5 separate regions of the Mus musculus genome follow, and regions 1, 2, 4 and 5 are each linked to region 3. A link is a contact called in public Hi-C data. All regions are on one chromosome and are shown on one strand. The core of a region is the stretch at or near the end of the contact, and the rest is flanking DNA. Distances in the headings are between cores, read along the strand shown. Region 1 has its middle 33 kb from the start of Gm30908. Region 2 has its middle 12 kb from the start of Gm30908. Region 3 overlaps Sulf2 (sulfatase 2). Region 4 has its middle 15 kb from the start of Gm30796. Region 5 has its middle 27 kb from the start of Gm29679.

Region 1 (2,860 bases), core at 301-2,800, 420 kb after region 3:
TTGAGGAATATCATGTAGCCTCAATTAGTTTATAGGACCCATTTCCATTCTCCTGACAAAACCTGTTCAGGCCACACCTGAGAGTTCTGAAATACTTCCCCATGCTCACGAGGCAGTCTAAACACCCTCAGACCCCAGCCAATCACCCTTGCCCATCCTGGGTGTTCCTACCCTCAGTCCCCCAACTTGATAAGCCTTCAGTCACCCTAAGTCATGCTGACCTGCCTCCTGACAAGCTGTCCCGGTGTGGTCATTCGCCGTAAGTACATACAGGGTTTCCAAAGCATCCCGACACTCCATGAGAACAGGGAACCCTACAGACACATTTGTGAGAAAGTCAGCAGTGCTGATATTTCACTAGAAATCGTACCACAGGCTGAAGGCAGCCAGGCCTTACTGCCAAGGACCCTGCGTTCTATAGAGAAAACAGGCTTAATTTACCTGTTTTTAAATATTAAATTTGTAGCTCAATGACTTAACCTCTTAAAACATCATTTTTATTTAATGGGTATGGGTGATTTGCCTGCCTATATGTCTGTGCACCTCCAGAGAGCCTGCTACCTGAGGGAGCCCGAAGAGGATGTTGGATCACCTGGAAATGGGGTTACAGACAGTTGTGAGTAGTTATGTAAGTGCTGGAGACCAAAACCCGGTTCTTGGAAGAGCAGCCTTTGCTTTTAACCTCTGAGCTGTGATGGCTTGCCTCTTTATCCCAGAGAGAGAACACATGTTTTGTGTAACACGCATGACCAGCCACATTTCATCTAAAGCTCACACGCTCATTAAACCTTCCCTCCGATTCGGTGCTTGGCTGCTAACACTCCAATTGTCTGAAACTGGCCACTGAGGAAAAGACTCAACAAGAGTGGAGAGTGAAGAGAGGGGTGCCCTCCACTCTCCTGCTACAAATACAGCTTGTGCTGCAAATCCATTCCTCACTGTGAACAACAGAGGAAATAAAAACTTCTAAGCACAGTGTAAGCGGCTCTGCTGAGAGGCCAGTATACAATACTGATCCTGTAAAAGTGTGAACATGAGTCTGAAATAGGAACCGTTTGTTGTTATAATTTGTGGACTCGAAGCAGCCACACATGCCAATACACCTCAATCTAGCTGCCTTCTACGCCCCCTTTCTCACCCCGCCCCCCCCCCCCAGGGAACAGGACAGGACAAGGACGGTGGAGTCTAAAACTCTCAGAGATCATGCCTGGCCTCTGGATTGCAAGCAGCCTCCAGCCCTGAGGGGTCCTGCCATATCAGCTGCTGCAGCTGCTGCTAGAAGTGAGCCTCGCCGACCATCACCACCACCAGCAGCAGCAGCATCTGCCTATGACATGGGGTCACCACCTGCATCTCTGCCATCAAAGCAACAGGGAGACTAGAGGGCCCATTAGACTGAAGATCAGATACTATCTAGGATCTGGGGTAGGGGTCTAGGAAAATAAGTCATGTTAGTTCAAGGAATGCAGAAGAATCCAGAGCCTGCCACTTGGCCCAGTTTGGTCACCCCAGCACTGGGACTCTTGTGTGACCTCTGGTGCCTCCCCTCTGTATGGACACCAGCCTGACATCTCCTTGCAAGGCAAAAAGCCAGGCTGATGTAATTCCTCCTGCTAATTCATACAGATCAGCTACTTGCTCCCCCCCACCCTGTGTGTGTATCTGTGTGTCTGTGTGTGTCTGTGTGTGTGTTAGTATGCATGCTTATATGCTTATGAGTGTAAGTGTGTAAATGTTGTGTGCATGGCTGTGTGTGTCTGTGTGTGTACACTGTTATGTGCACGTATGTGACTGTGTTAGTGTCAGTGTATGTGTGAGAATATGTGAATGTGTCTGTGTGTATATTTGCATGTGTGCTCACCATATCCCCCTCTCCCCCCCAGACACACACAGCATGAATTAACATGAGAGATCAGGTTAGCTCAGGGCTTTTAAGCTGACAAGCAGGTATCAGACTAGTTGTCATGGAAAAGTGTGGGACCACTCGGGACACCCATATAGGAACTAGGAGGCTCTGTAAGGAGGCCCAAGAGTAACAGGCATTTCAATGGTAGCTGATATGCCTGCCCCTGAGTGTGAGAGAGAGAGAGAGAGAGAGAGAGAGAGAGAGAGAGAGAGAGAGAGAAGAGAGAGGATTCTTTTAGGGGTGGGAAAGTTCTCCCACAGTGGAAGGGCCCAAGGGACCAGACCAATATGGAGGTGGATGGCAGGTTAGGGGGTGAAGGCACATCGGGAGGGCAATGGGGAGACAAGAGAGAATGCTACCCTCTTCCTGTAGCTGCAGGAGGCTGAGCAAGGCATGAGGCTGCATGAGGCAGGGCTGGGGCCAGGGCCTGAATTACACACCCGTCACTGGCGTTTATGAAGAATGTCGCCCAGCCTCCATCAGGCCTTTTAAAATAGCCGCATCCTGCCTACAGCATGGCCTCATCAAAATGCATCTGAAACCAGTTACTTTAAGGGAAACTTGATGATCTCGTTCTGCAGATGAAAAAAAAAATCAATGTTACTCGCCATAAATAGAAGCCTCTAAAACAAAGAAACCACAGAAGTCACTTCAGCAGCATGAGCCGCTGACCACCCAGGCTGAAGCCATGCCCGCTAAGCCTTGTGAAGGGCAGGAAACCTAAGATGGGGGAAGTCAAGCCAGCCTGAAACAGTCTCTCTGCCCAGAGTTCAAGAGACAGAGACTTGTGAGGATCCATGCGGCTTCCTCCTGGCTCAGGAGCACCTCAAATCATCTCACACGGAGCACCTCAAATCATCTCACACGGAGCATCTCAAATCAATTCACATGGAGCACCTCAAATCATCTCACATGGAGCACCTCAAATCATCTCACATGGAGCACCTCACATCA
Region 2 (2,864 bases), core at 351-2,850, 400 kb after region 3:
ACCTGTCCAAGCCTCTGATCCAACCTCTTGTGATTGCAGATGACCCCCTTCCTAGACCAAGGTCATGAGCACTCTAGATGCCAAAGCTAGAGGGGGAGATTCAGACCGCAGCACAGACTCTCAGGTCACCCGATACATGCTGGTCCCTCACCTGGAGCAGGGGTGGAAGATATAATTCAGAAGTCAAGTGGAATCAGGGAAGACTGGAGTTTTCAAGCAAGGACAGACAAAAGAACTCAGGTCCTGTGGGTAAAGGAGACACAGAGGCCAAGTCTACAACCATAAGCTGTGTCCCACGCCCCTTTGCCCCTTCTACCCATACCTAAAGCTGCAGTTCTGAGACACTGGGGAACAGGCCCTGCCTGTGGCCCCACCCTCCCGGAATGTCGACCCTAAACCGCCCCCACAGAGTCACTAACAGAGTCACACTCCCAAAGGTAGGAAGAGTACAGACGGGGGAACAGACTCATGTTGAAGGACACAATGTGGAACTCAGACCATCACTTCCCTTCCTACTGACCAGAACGCAGCCTTGTGAACACTTCAAGCCATGGCGCATGTGAGAACATCTTTACACTGAGAAATAGGAGGTTGTATTAATATAACAGCAGACAAGGGACACCAAGGGGCATCTAGAAAGTTCTACCCAGAAACGTTTAGCAGGATAAGCATTACTGGGCTACCCAGGCCTTGCCAAGTGCAAGAGGACGTTTTAAAAAGTCATCTCTTGGAGGGCCCAGTGTTCCAGGACTGACCCCAGAGTGTTCAGTAGAAGCCTGCCCTTTAAGGCCAGCATCACTCCCGTTTCACAGATAGAGGGGTGCCTGCCTCTCCCAGTGCCAGCAGACAGCCATGCCAAGGCTTCCTGCTCAGACCCTCTACTGGTTCTGATGTGGAGCCTCCCTTTCTTCGACTATTTGGTTGTTTTCTTCTCCACGTATAAGAAGAAAAGTGAAAAGACACCGATGATGCATAATTTGAACCCTGGGGTCTGTGCCTACTGTCTTCAGTCTCCATGTGGCTTCAGAATACCTTATTTAGTGGATCTTCTTCTGGAAAGGGCTATGTCTGTGGCTTACAAGAACTAAAGGCGTCCTATCTGATCAATTCCTTATTTGCTGTGGTGTGTGTGTGTGTGTGTGTGTGTGTGTGTGTGTGTGTGTGTGTGTGTTGCTTGCCTGTCTGCCTGCCTGCCTGCCTGTCTGTCTGTCTGTCTGTCTGTCTGTCCTGCCTCCATGTCCCATTTCCTGGGCTACCTTGACTTTGCATCCTCCCTGTGATGTCAGAGGAGCCATGAATCACAGTGACAGCTCTCCCAGTATCCAAGAGACCTCTCCTGGCTGCTAAGTCACCGTCCCCCATCCCCCACCGTCCCCTGTGAGAACCAGTCAGTGTGTTGAGCATCAGCTGAGGCTTCCAGATTCCATGGGGAATGACCCCCATTGTGTGTGCTGAGGACCAGGCAGCCTCTGGCTAACTTCTTGCTTCTCGGTGTCCTGGGAACCGGTGCTGTTTGCTCCTGTCTGGAGCCTCTGTGGCTGAGCCGAGCACAGGCTGCCCTGGCCAGTGTTTCCATAGCTGCCTCCAGGCTCCAGACCCCAGGCTGCTGCAGACTGTGAAGGAGGCCTCTCCTCTGCCCTCTGTGCTCTGTGCCATCTGCATGACTAAGCTTCCTGCCTTGCTCCTTCGAGTTGATGTCTCTCTATCTCCTATGGAGGGACAAATTATTTGCTCACTGACAGTGGCCTAAATTTGGCAGCAGCCTCAGCAGCATCTGTAACAAACCGGAGCCAGGTTGCCACACTTGATGGGGACAATTCCAGGCATGTCTCGACAGCCCGAGGATGTAAGGATAAAAATTACACCAGCCTCCAGCCGTGGCCGTAAGAGGAGTCTTGGCAGAGGAGGACGTGCAACTAAGAAGAAAAGTAAGGCGCTCTTGCCATGAAAACCTGGCTTGATTTAGCAAGCGCTCAAAAGCTCCTTCAAATGAGGTCACAGGCTCCCTGGGGAAAGAGCTACATCTAAGGAAGAGCAGCTCTCCCCCCTAACAGTCCTGAAGCTACATTGTAGATACAATTTCAAAATTCATTTCCACTGTAGTCCAAACTTAAAATGAAAGTCACAGATAGTATAATCTATATAGTTTTTTAAGATTTGCTTTATTATTTTATGTGCGTGTGTCTGCCAGTAGGGGGCATCAGATCTTTTGGTGATGCAGTTACAGACCTCTGTGAACCACCCAACACTGGCACTGGGAACCAGATTCCAGCCCCCACCCCTGATAGAGCAGCTAAGCGTACTGAAACTCTGAGTCATCGCTCTGGTCCCACACATGATCCTTTTGGTTCTGTTTTTTAAATTTGATGTCCAGGCTATAACATAAGAAGAAATATAAGGGAAAATAGAATAGTCGAGGTAATTTCAATGTGACAATGTCTCTCTTCCCACATGCAAATGCCCAGGCACAAGTGCCCATGAAGAACAGGTCAGCTTCCTGACCAAGACCAGTGACTAGTGTGTTGAGTTGGTCTCTCAAATGCCAAGTGTCATGGCTGCTGTTAGCATTCCTTCTAAGCTCCGCCCAACAATTACCTAGCAACAGCCAGTAGGCCTGGCTTCCTATAAAAGGGACAGATGGGCCTCTCTGACTCTGAACCCTGATTCCCTTTGCCCTCCTTAACACCTTTCTCTCCCCGACCCTCACATGTTCTTGGCCTGGCCAGCCTCTTCTCCTCTTCTCTCTCTCTCTCTCTCTCTCTCTCTCTCTCTCTCTCTCTCTCTCTCTCTCTCTCTCCATCCCCTCAACTCTCCTTCCCATGCCTCCAAATGAACTCTATTCTGTACTAGACCTATCATATGGC
Region 3 (2,971 bases), core at 90-2,589:
AGGACCCAGAAGATCCGCCATCTCCTCACCTGCCCCAGCTGTTCGCATGCTGTCTGGTACTCAGCTCGCTGACACAGGTCCTTCACGCGCTGGTACTTGGGCAGGAAGTTCTCCTCCTGGGCATTCACTTTGTCACCCTCCCTCTTGTGGAGCAGTTTGCTGAGGGAGATGCGGGGCTGGTTGAACTGGGTGGAGCCCTGGGGCAACTTGTGCTTGCCTAGGCTGCCGGCCCTGCATAGCTCTGTGGAGACCTACTGTGGAGGATGGGTGGCTGGTGGCTTGAGAGCACCTGGGTTTTAATGGGAAGTCTACAGGAGCTGTCTATCCCAGATGGCCTGAGTTAGGATTAAATGAACAGTGATGACATCGTACAGGCTCTGCCAAGTATGTTGAATGGGGACATGTGGCCTCCAGATTCGAATTCTGCATGAGCCACCCAATTGTGACAGGGAATTTGGACACAGCTCTGAGTCACCCAGTCACTAGCACAGCACTATTCAGCCTCCCACAGTCTTGTGACCACTCCTCATGGGGGTCTTCCTGCCCGGCCGGCACTCACCCTCTCTCCACCAGGAAGGAGTCTCGCCAGACCCTCAGCTTCTTTTTCAAGTGGAACCTAGAAAACAAGCAGGTCCAGCATCCTGTCTGCCGGGTTCCCGTGTCCCCAGCCCTGTCCACAGGTTCTCCATACCCTGGGCCAAGTGGCAGTCATTGAGTGACACTGGAAAGGTTTCCACACCCCAGGGACAGGGCTGCTTCTCCAAGATGTGTTCTGAATGCCTCTTTGTGGTTGAAATGGGTACAGTTACATGGGCATTTGCACGTGTGTGTGTGTGTTTGTGTGTGAGTTTTGGAGTCTCTCAGGAGCCCAGTTCTGGGCTAATGAGTGCCTGCAGGGGGTCATTTCTCCTGATCTATGAGATAACCAAGAAGTCAGACTCTTCGTCACAATGGCTATGACTTTTGTGGCCCTATTGATGGGTGGTGGGACTGACCGGGAGTGTGTTCCAGGTGTCCTGGGTGGCTGAAGGAAGCAGCAATGAAATGGGGGAAAAAAAAAAACAAAAAAAAAAAAACAGAAAGGAAGGTGGAAAGGAAGGTGGCTAGAGATGAGGAACCAGAAAGGCAGGAGCGACCCCTTGTGGTCCCCGATTCTCAAGTGTCCTGTGCCCCTACACTCTGCATGTGTCCATTTTAGACCCTTCCAGCCCCCTTCGTTGGAAGATGTACCGACCTTACAGGGCCACCAGCCACCTGTAGATCTCAGGGCTGGGCCCCCTGGGAGGAAAGTCTAGGAGAGGCTCACAGAAAGATCTGTTATCCAGGGGGCAGTTTCACTGTTGACCACAAGGGGTCGCTCCTGCCTTTCTGGTTCCTCATCTCTAGCCACCTTCCTTTCCACCTTCCTTGTTTTGTTTTCCCCATTTCATTGCTGCTTCCTTCAGCCACCCAGGACACCTGGAACACACTCCCGGTCAGTCCCACCACCCATCAATAGGGCCACAAAAGTCATAGCCATTGTGACGAAGAGTCTGACTTCTTGGTTATCCTCTATCTCTCTAGGATTCAGAGAACACAACTTTCCTTTACTGGGTTACTATGAGGGCCAACGTGCTGGAGTGCCCGGGGCACAGCACAGTGCTACTGTTAACTTTGGGCTTTTCATCCTTTTAGCTTTGGAAGGTCCTTAGCTCCAAATGGGAGGATAGAATCCCAGAGAGGGCTGGTCCTTCAATCTCTCATGGGTTAGTGGGGGGCACCTAGATCCTGATTCCAGTGGCCTTCCCAGTTCCCCGTGGTTGAGTTCCCCCTGGCTAGGGAGCCTCCTTCCCTGGGTCTCTCTTGCTCCTTCTCACCGGTTCACTGGCCGCTCTGAGTCCAGTAGTTTGAGAATAGACTTCCCGTCCATGTCTGCAGGGATGTCCAGTCCAGCGATATCCAGTATGGTGGGGGCCAGGTCAATGTTGAGGACAATGTGGGGGTTCCTGGGGAACAGAGAGGGAGTGGAAACTTGGCCACCTGGGTGGCAGCTTAGCTTGGGACAGAGGCATCTGGAGGTGAAGAGGGAGGGACATCTGCAAATGAGAGAGCTTCCATCCTGACACTCTGACCCGTAGGGAGGCCAGTTCCAGCCGGACCGTCCGGTGCTGCACTGTCAAGGTTACATGCCCTAATACTATCCTCCTCTGCCTCTAGGGTTCATGCCCGCCCTCTTGTTGGTTCTTGCTGGCTGGGCACGCACAGTCTGGCCTCTGAGCACCTGTTATACTCGACCCAGAATGATTTTCCTCGAGGCAGCCGTGTGTCGCTTTTAGCTCTTAACAAGGAGTCTGGTGACAAGCCCCATAGGCTTGGGGACCCCACTCCTGGGATCACATTAGGGTGATCCACTCAGTAGCCACCCATGTGAGAGGGGCCCGGCAAAGACTATGAGGGATGGGTTGGCGCTCCAGCTGTTCTGTGGACAGATGTTCAGCGGTCTCACTGGCGGTATCCTCCTGCCTCTCTCCCTTGCTGGCGTGGAAGATGGGCTGTGCAAGTCCCAGTCCTCCCTCTGGATATACCTGACTGGACTTTGACCCCCCCTCCCCCAGCCCCCCAGCTGCTACAGAGATGAGGCGGCCGCGATTGCCAGCCTTTCATTCAACTCTGCCTCCTCTAAGCGGTTCTGTTTCCGGTTGCCACTTCAAAGGTTAGGCCAAGGAGAACGGCTAAGGCCATGGCCCACACGGTCCTTGAGGAAAGAGCAGACGGCAGACAGCTTACTCGGTGTTGCCACCAGGAGCAGGCCCAGTGGACAATGGCTCTCTGCTTAAGTCTGAGATCTCTTCCTCAACAGCCACCAGACCAGTGACTGCCCAGACGGGGTGGGAATCAAAGAACCTTCCCATGAGCTGGCAACACCCAGGCTCTGGCATTTCCTGGCACGGAACCCCGCCTCGCTGTTTTTCATGGGAGTCATAGCTCCTGG
Region 4 (3,054 bases), core at 428-2,927, 340 kb after region 3:
GAATGTGTGTGTATGTTCACATGTGTAGTACACTCATGTGTTTGTCTGTTCACCTGTGTAGTACATGTGTGTGTTTGTACATTCTTGTGTGTAGAACACATATGTTTGTGCATTTACACATTAGCACACGTGTGTGTTTGCATGTTCACGTGTATAGTACCCTTGTGTGTCTGTGTGTTTACACATGTAGTACACATGTGTTTGCATGTTAACATGTGTAGCACACATGCCTTTAGAGGCCAGATGTCTTCCTCATTCACTCTCCACATTATTTCCTGAAGTGGAGTCTCTCACTGAACCCAGAGCACCCCGATTCATCTAGTCTAGTGAATCAACTTGCCCCAGAGACCCCTCATCGCAGATCCTGATGGCTTCTAAGTAGAATTCAGTGACTCACAGGTCAGTGTGTGGAAAGGGTGGGGTGGAGCACAGCAACACCCCCCCCCAATCTCCTCTCTGCTTCAGTGTCTGTCCAGCTCTTGCCGCCCCCAGGAGACATTTCCATCCTTCTTGGGGAATTTTCCTCCTGCTCAAAATTAGACATGCTCTGATTGCCAGCAGATTCACTGACGGGAGCCTCGGGTCCTAGAGAATGTAAGGCCACGTCTGTCACTCCATGGGGAACTGTCCTACTCAGTACCAATGAGCTATGACCCCTAGAAACTCAATTAAAGCACAGGGCACTTAAAGAGTGATATTTGAATTAGATCCGATTTTGCCCCCCGGGGGTCCAGGTTGGAGACACGAATGAGCTACTGGGTTTTGTAATGATCTCAGATGTTCAGTTCACAGAATAAAACAAATTCCCACGTGGGGTCCAAGTGCTGTCACTCACTATCGGGAATGTCATGAGATTGTTTGGCCCTGTCGCGTGCTCAGAAAACAGCTGACATTTAACAAAGGTGAGTTAGTTGTCAGAGAGAGCAATAATGAACAATATTGAAGTAGGTCACTTTCATTCTCCCAGCTAGTTGTGTGCCCTGCTTTAGAGCGAAATTCCTTCCCAGTGTTCGTCCACGGCTTCCTTCCAAGTAAAACTCATTAGAGAGATTTCTTTGGGGGATTTTTTTTTTCTTTTCCTTTCTCTGCTTCTTTTCTTGACTCTGGTTAAATAAATTATTGATTTGTTTTCAAGATAATTTAAGGGGTGATACAGTTGTGATTTAATAACTGTGGCCAAAATGCATTCAAAGGAAACACACTTAAGGGGTTCAATTAGGGAATCTGATTTTGTTTTTGTTTTTTTTTAAATAATCAAACCAACCAAGCAATGAGCCACCATCATGGGGACTCCTGGGTGGGCTGGATGGGCACAGAGCATCGTGTGAGCTTTAATACTGCAGGACAAATGAACTAAAGGAAAACAGACATCAGAGGCTGGGGAGGTCCTGGCAGACAAGTGTCATCCCAGGGGAATTATGGGCCTGCAGGGACCATGGACATCAGGCCCAGGTCACAGTTGTTCATAAGTTTAGACATCCAACTTCAAAGACACCAAATCAAAAGAACTGGGCACACCCAGTTTTGAAGACCAAAGCTTCCTTGTTCAGATGCTATGGCCTCTTGTCTGTCCCAGAACAGCTGCTTAGATTGGCTTCACCACGGGGCCTGTGCTCTGGAACCACGGCAACCACCCCAGGTCCCTTTGCAAAGAGCAGCTTCCTCATCCTGAGCCGGTCATATCCCCAGCCTCGTGGGGCCTGAGAGGAACAAGTCTGAGTCACACGCTCACCCCTGGAAACTGTGGAAACCAGTCAATGCCTGGCTCCCGGAGGCAGCTCCCAGCACTGAAGTGTCTAAGGAGCACTAAGAAGATTCCGAGACAACGCTTGTGAGAAAGCACATCATTGGGGGGGGGGGGGAGTGTCATCTGTTTGCTGACCCCACAGGCAGCAGGACCAGCCAGGCTCCTCATCCTCCTGCATCTGCTTGTCCTTTCCCACATGCTGGGCTGTAGCCCTTCAACCTCTAAGCCCAAATGAACCTTAATGACGTTGACACCTGACAAGAAGGTATTGAGTGGACTAATGAAATCAAGACAATCTCACACACACACACACACACACACGCCACAAGCCATCATAACCTAGACAATCCTTCACGGAGACATCTCCCAGTTGACTCTAGTTTGTATAAAGTGGGCAATTAAAACTAAGCATCCATCGGACCTCAAAGAAGGGGATCGGGAGTGATTGAGGATAGAGTGAGCTCCTGATGTCCTTGGGCCTCCACACAATGTGCACAGATGTGTGTGCATACATGTGCATACACTTCATGCACGCACATAACAGACATGCTTGGTGGTTTGAATGTTTGCCCATTAGGAGGTGTGGCCTTATTGGAAGAGGTATGGCCTGTTGGAGCAAGTGTGTCACTTCATAGGTGGGCCTCGAGGCCACCTATGCTCAGGCTCCACCCAGTATAGAAGAGAACCTCCTCCTGGCTACCTACAAAAGAGCACCTCCTCCTGGTTGCTTTCAGATAAAGATGTAGAACTCTCCACTCCTTCAGCACCATGAGCACCTGCACGCTGCTATGCTGCCTGCCATGATGATAATAGACTGAACATCTGACAGTGAGAGCCAGCCCCAATGAAATGTTTGCCTTTATAAGAGTTGCCTTGGTCATGGTGTCTTTTCACATCAGTGAAGCCCTAACTAAGACACATGCTCGAAGAGTCACCGTTTAGGGTTGACTGTGTGCCAGTCTAAGCTCTTTGTACTTTAAATACCATTTACGTCTCTACAATCTGAAATTAGCATTCTGTTCGGTGACTTTCTCAGGATCGTCTAGCTGGGATGTGGAGTCAGGTACATGGTGGCACTGGCCTTTCTAAAGATGAGGGTGACCTTAACCGAGGCTATCCCCTGCAAAGGGGAGGTCACTAAACCCTGCAGCCACGCATCCTGCCTGACCATCCTAGATAATGCATTCTGGGTGGTGGAAGATTTGCCATCCCAGGCGCATTCGTAGAATGCTTGTCCTAGGTTCATTCCCCAGCAGTAAGTACATTTTTTTAAAAAAAGGTAGGAATCCTTTCTAAAAGGTTACATG
Region 5 (2,903 bases), core at 291-2,790, 450 kb after region 3:
GCTTGGGTTTAAACGAAGGCTCCGGCAGCATTGGCTGCAAGGCTGTGCTGTACAGAGGATCCTGGAATCCTGCTGTCTCGCCTGTGGATAACCACCCCCACACAGGCGCCTCCCACCACACCCCCCCCACTACACGCCCAAGGGTGGCTGCAGCAACTGAAGCTAGCCGTGAGAGATACCTGCGCCCCAACTTGGCAACCCTGGGCTTCAAGCGTCCTGACTCCTCACAGACCGCCCTCATTATTTTCCTTGCCTTTAATGCGTCTCCTTCCCACAGCAATTTGATAGAAACACATTCAAAGCTTGACTTTTACAGCCTCATAAAATCGCATCTGCCTCAAGCTCAGCCAGAAAGTGGTCAGGCCAAAACCACTCAGATGAGAAAACTCGGAGAAAAGCTATCAGCGAGCCTCTCTCGGTGCACAGCTACTGAGAAGAGTACGGAAGAAAGAGAGCAGCTTGTGTGTGTCAAAAGAAAGGTTCCTGTGAGCAAACATGCACCGTGGGGGGGTAGGAGGGGCTTGGGACAGCCTGAGGAGCGCGAGAGGCTCATTGTCCAGCCACAGACAGTCACAGTGCGAAAAGCATGTCACAGAGCATGCAGGACCTGAGAAGAGAAAGGCTGTCTAGATGGTGTCATCAGAAGCAGCAGGGGCTGGAGATGAAATGGTCCTAGAGACTGCTGAGCATCAACACCGCCACCAGACCCAAGGAAAGTGACTTCCTAAGCTGAGCACAGCTGAGCTCTGAGGACTCTCATGTCTCCATCAGACACTGAGACTCCAAATGGGGCCACCAGTCCCCAGGTGCCTGGTGCTCTGGTTTCATTTCTGTTCCTGTGATTAAAACACTCTCTCTCTCTCTCTCTCTCTCTCTCTCTCTCTCTCTCTCTCTGTCTCTCTCCCTAATAAAGAGCAAATTAAGGGAGAGAGAGGCTTATTTCAACTTAAAATTCCAGGCTACAGGCCACCATTGTGGGAAAGCCAAGTAAAGAACTTCCAACTGGTCACATCACAGTCCCAATCGAGAGGAGAGAGAATGAATGCGTACATGCTAGCTTGCTTGAGCTCAGCTCGAATTCTCCATTCATCTGCAGTTCAGGACCCATGCCTAGGGAATGGCACCACCCACTGTAGGCTCGGTCTTCACACATTAATTAGCTTAATTAAAATATTCTTCCATAGGCCAACCCAATATAGACAATACCCCCCGCTGAGACTTTCTCCAGGGTATTCAAGTTGTATTGACAAGCTGACAATTAGAGTTAACCATCTTATCTGAGAGCATGATGCCCAAGGGGCTTGCTGGGATTATGGGAAAACATAGCCAAAAGGCATTCTGCAGACTCCCAGGTCCCTCAAGGGTGATATGCAGGCCTTCATACATACACACATGCACACTCACACACACGTGCACACACTCGCGCACACATACAATCACACAAGTGCACTGGTGCTCTCAGGCTAGATCTGCCCCTCCTCCCCAGGGAACCATTGGAACAAATGTTGCTGTCACCACATTTGGCCTTCCAACAGCAGGAAGCAAGAGGAAGCCACATGACCAAGTGACAGCAGCCCAACCCTTCTTCCCTTGTGAACACAACTGGCTGTAGCCCCATGAGATGGAGTGTGTTTTGTTCATGGGGACAGAAGAATGGTCTAGAATCTTGTTTGCAGGGTTCAGTTTGGGGAAGCAGGGCTTCATACAGTTAAGGCCTGAAGGAGTATACCATATGGTAACAGATTCATTTTCAAATCCTTTTTTCTCCTTAAACATACATAAACCAAAGCTTCCTGGAATTAGAAAAGAAAAAATGAATTTCAGATCAACAAAAAAAAAAAAAAATGTAAATATGTACCAAATATTGCTTGGGACAGAGTTATACTAGAATAAATCAATTTGTTATTTATCTGAAATTCAAATTTAACTGAGGATCTTGAATTTAAATTTATCTATCAACTCTATACACACATGCACATGCAAACACAGACATGTGCACATACATGCACATACATACACATTCCTGCCCACTAGCACATACACACATGCACACATGCACAGACACGCACAGACAGACACATACACTTGCACACACACACCCATACACACACACTTATACACACACACTTGTGCCTACACACATTTTTCTCTGGATGAAATCTTATCTAGGAGAAAGAAAAGGGCAGAAAAAGCCCCCAACCTTTTGGCCCCGGGGCCCCTCCATCGACTCTGGAGGTGAAATTAGAAACCATCACTGGTGTCGTGGAGTGAGGGTCTCTATCCCTTTGTGTGAGACACAGTCATGGTTGCTCTAGCCTAGCCCTACACCTGTTCCAAATCCACCACGCAGCCCGTGACCTTGGACACCTCTCTTTTGCTGTTGGTTGGTTCTCTCCCACAGTTCAGCACATGTTTGAGTCTGGGGTTTGGCTTTCTGTCTGTCAGGATAGCCACCCTCCCCTCCCCGCCTTTCCATCTGTCCTCCACGTTTTCTCCATGGTGTGCCCTCGATGGTGTGCTCCCATGGGCTGCTCTAGAGCTCAGTCTCCTGGGTGACAGGGCACAGGCGACATGGGCTTTCCACAGACAACACCTGTTATTCTCCCCTGAAATCATTCACCTTGCAGACTGGTGAAGGTGATCTTTCAGGAGTCCAGCTCCCTCCCCCTGGAGCTGTGGGGATAAATAAACTAAATCAAAGCCTTTCGGTGACAGTAGAAAGACGGGGAACACAGAGAGAGCTCCTGGCAATCTGGCAGCACCAAGGAGGAGAGAGCCAATCACCAGAGCTGTCCTGGCATGGAATTTAGTGCTGTGAGGGATGGACAAGGTTGGGGGGGGCATGCTGGATATCTGCAAGTGAGGAGTCCTCCTACCCTCCCCTGGCCAGCCTTGTATTTCCT

Evidence for each region. A called contact is a pair of places that touch in the nucleus more often than the background predicts.
Region 1: a contact with region 3 is called in a Hi-C map of bone marrow-derived macrophages, with 26 read pairs. The contact joins two enhancer-like sites. A contact is called at or near these places in 1 of 15 datasets of contacts at CTCF or cohesin (embryonic stem cells), 2 of 484 Hi-C or Micro-C datasets (bone marrow-derived macrophages and nephron progenitors), 2 of 115 datasets of contacts at active chromatin or transcription factors (cardiomyocytes and stem cell-derived neural progenitor cells) and 1 of 9 other capture datasets (embryonic stem cells).
Region 2: a Hi-C map of bone marrow-derived macrophages shows a contact between it and region 3, with 17 read pairs. The contact joins two enhancer-like sites. A contact is called at or near these places in 4 of 484 Hi-C or Micro-C datasets (the HL-1 cell line, bone marrow-derived macrophages, nephron progenitors and 1 more) and 2 of 115 datasets of contacts at active chromatin or transcription factors (embryonic stem cells and large pre-B cells).
Region 4: a Hi-C map of bone marrow-derived macrophages shows a contact between it and region 3, with 17 read pairs. The contact joins two enhancer-like sites. A contact is called at or near these places in 2 of 15 datasets of contacts at CTCF or cohesin (both in embryonic stem cells), 2 of 484 Hi-C or Micro-C datasets (bone marrow-derived macrophages and reprogramming fibroblasts) and 10 of 115 datasets of contacts at active chromatin or transcription factors (the NIH/3T3 cell line, cardiomyocytes, embryonic basal ganglia and 3 more).
Region 5: a contact with region 3 is called in a Hi-C map of bone marrow-derived macrophages, with 26 read pairs. The contact joins two enhancer-like sites. A contact is called at or near these places in 1 of 484 Hi-C or Micro-C datasets (bone marrow-derived macrophages) and 11 of 115 datasets of contacts at active chromatin or transcription factors (DN3 thymocytes, T-cell acute lymphoblastic leukemia, acute myeloid leukemia and 8 more).

Annotation. Positions count from the first base shown.
Region 1 is chr2:166,503,106-166,505,965 of GRCm38.p6, forward strand. It overlaps the pseudogene Gm14267. Among named protein-coding and RNA genes, the nearest start is that of Gm30908, 33 kb to the left of the region's middle. Within about 2 kb of position 1,551, at least 5 of the 459 cell types and tissues checked have an H3K27ac peak or open chromatin away from gene starts, as enhancers often do. A contact at or near this core is called in bone marrow-derived macrophages, where this site is marked.
Region 2 is chr2:166,481,566-166,484,429 of GRCm38.p6, forward strand. No RefSeq gene overlaps it. Among named protein-coding and RNA genes, the nearest start is that of Gm30908, 12 kb to the left of the region's middle. Within about 2 kb of position 1,601, at least 56 of the 459 cell types and tissues checked have an H3K27ac peak or open chromatin away from gene starts, as enhancers often do. A contact at or near this core is called in bone marrow-derived macrophages, where this site is marked.
Region 3 is chr2:166,083,827-166,086,797 of GRCm38.p6, forward strand. It overlaps Sulf2 (sulfatase 2), which reads right to left. Exons shown (of 21, transcript NM_028072.5): 8 at 1,857-1,985; 9 at 560-616; 10 at 30-159. Among named protein-coding and RNA genes, the nearest start is that of Gm52534, 35 kb to the right of the region's middle. Within about 2 kb of position 1,340, at least 21 of the 459 cell types and tissues checked have an H3K27ac peak or open chromatin away from gene starts, as enhancers often do. A contact at or near this core is called in bone marrow-derived macrophages, where this site is marked.
Region 4 is chr2:166,418,829-166,421,882 of GRCm38.p6, forward strand. No RefSeq gene overlaps it. Among named protein-coding and RNA genes, the nearest start is that of Gm30796, 15 kb to the left of the region's middle. Within about 2 kb of position 1,678, at least 32 of the 459 cell types and tissues checked have an H3K27ac peak or open chromatin away from gene starts, as enhancers often do. A contact at or near this core is called in bone marrow-derived macrophages, where this site is marked.
Region 5 is chr2:166,535,576-166,538,478 of GRCm38.p6, forward strand. No RefSeq gene overlaps it. Among named protein-coding and RNA genes, the nearest start is that of Gm29679, 27 kb to the right of the region's middle. Within about 2 kb of position 1,541, at least 21 of the 459 cell types and tissues checked have an H3K27ac peak or open chromatin away from gene starts, as enhancers often do. A contact at or near this core is called in bone marrow-derived macrophages, where this site is marked.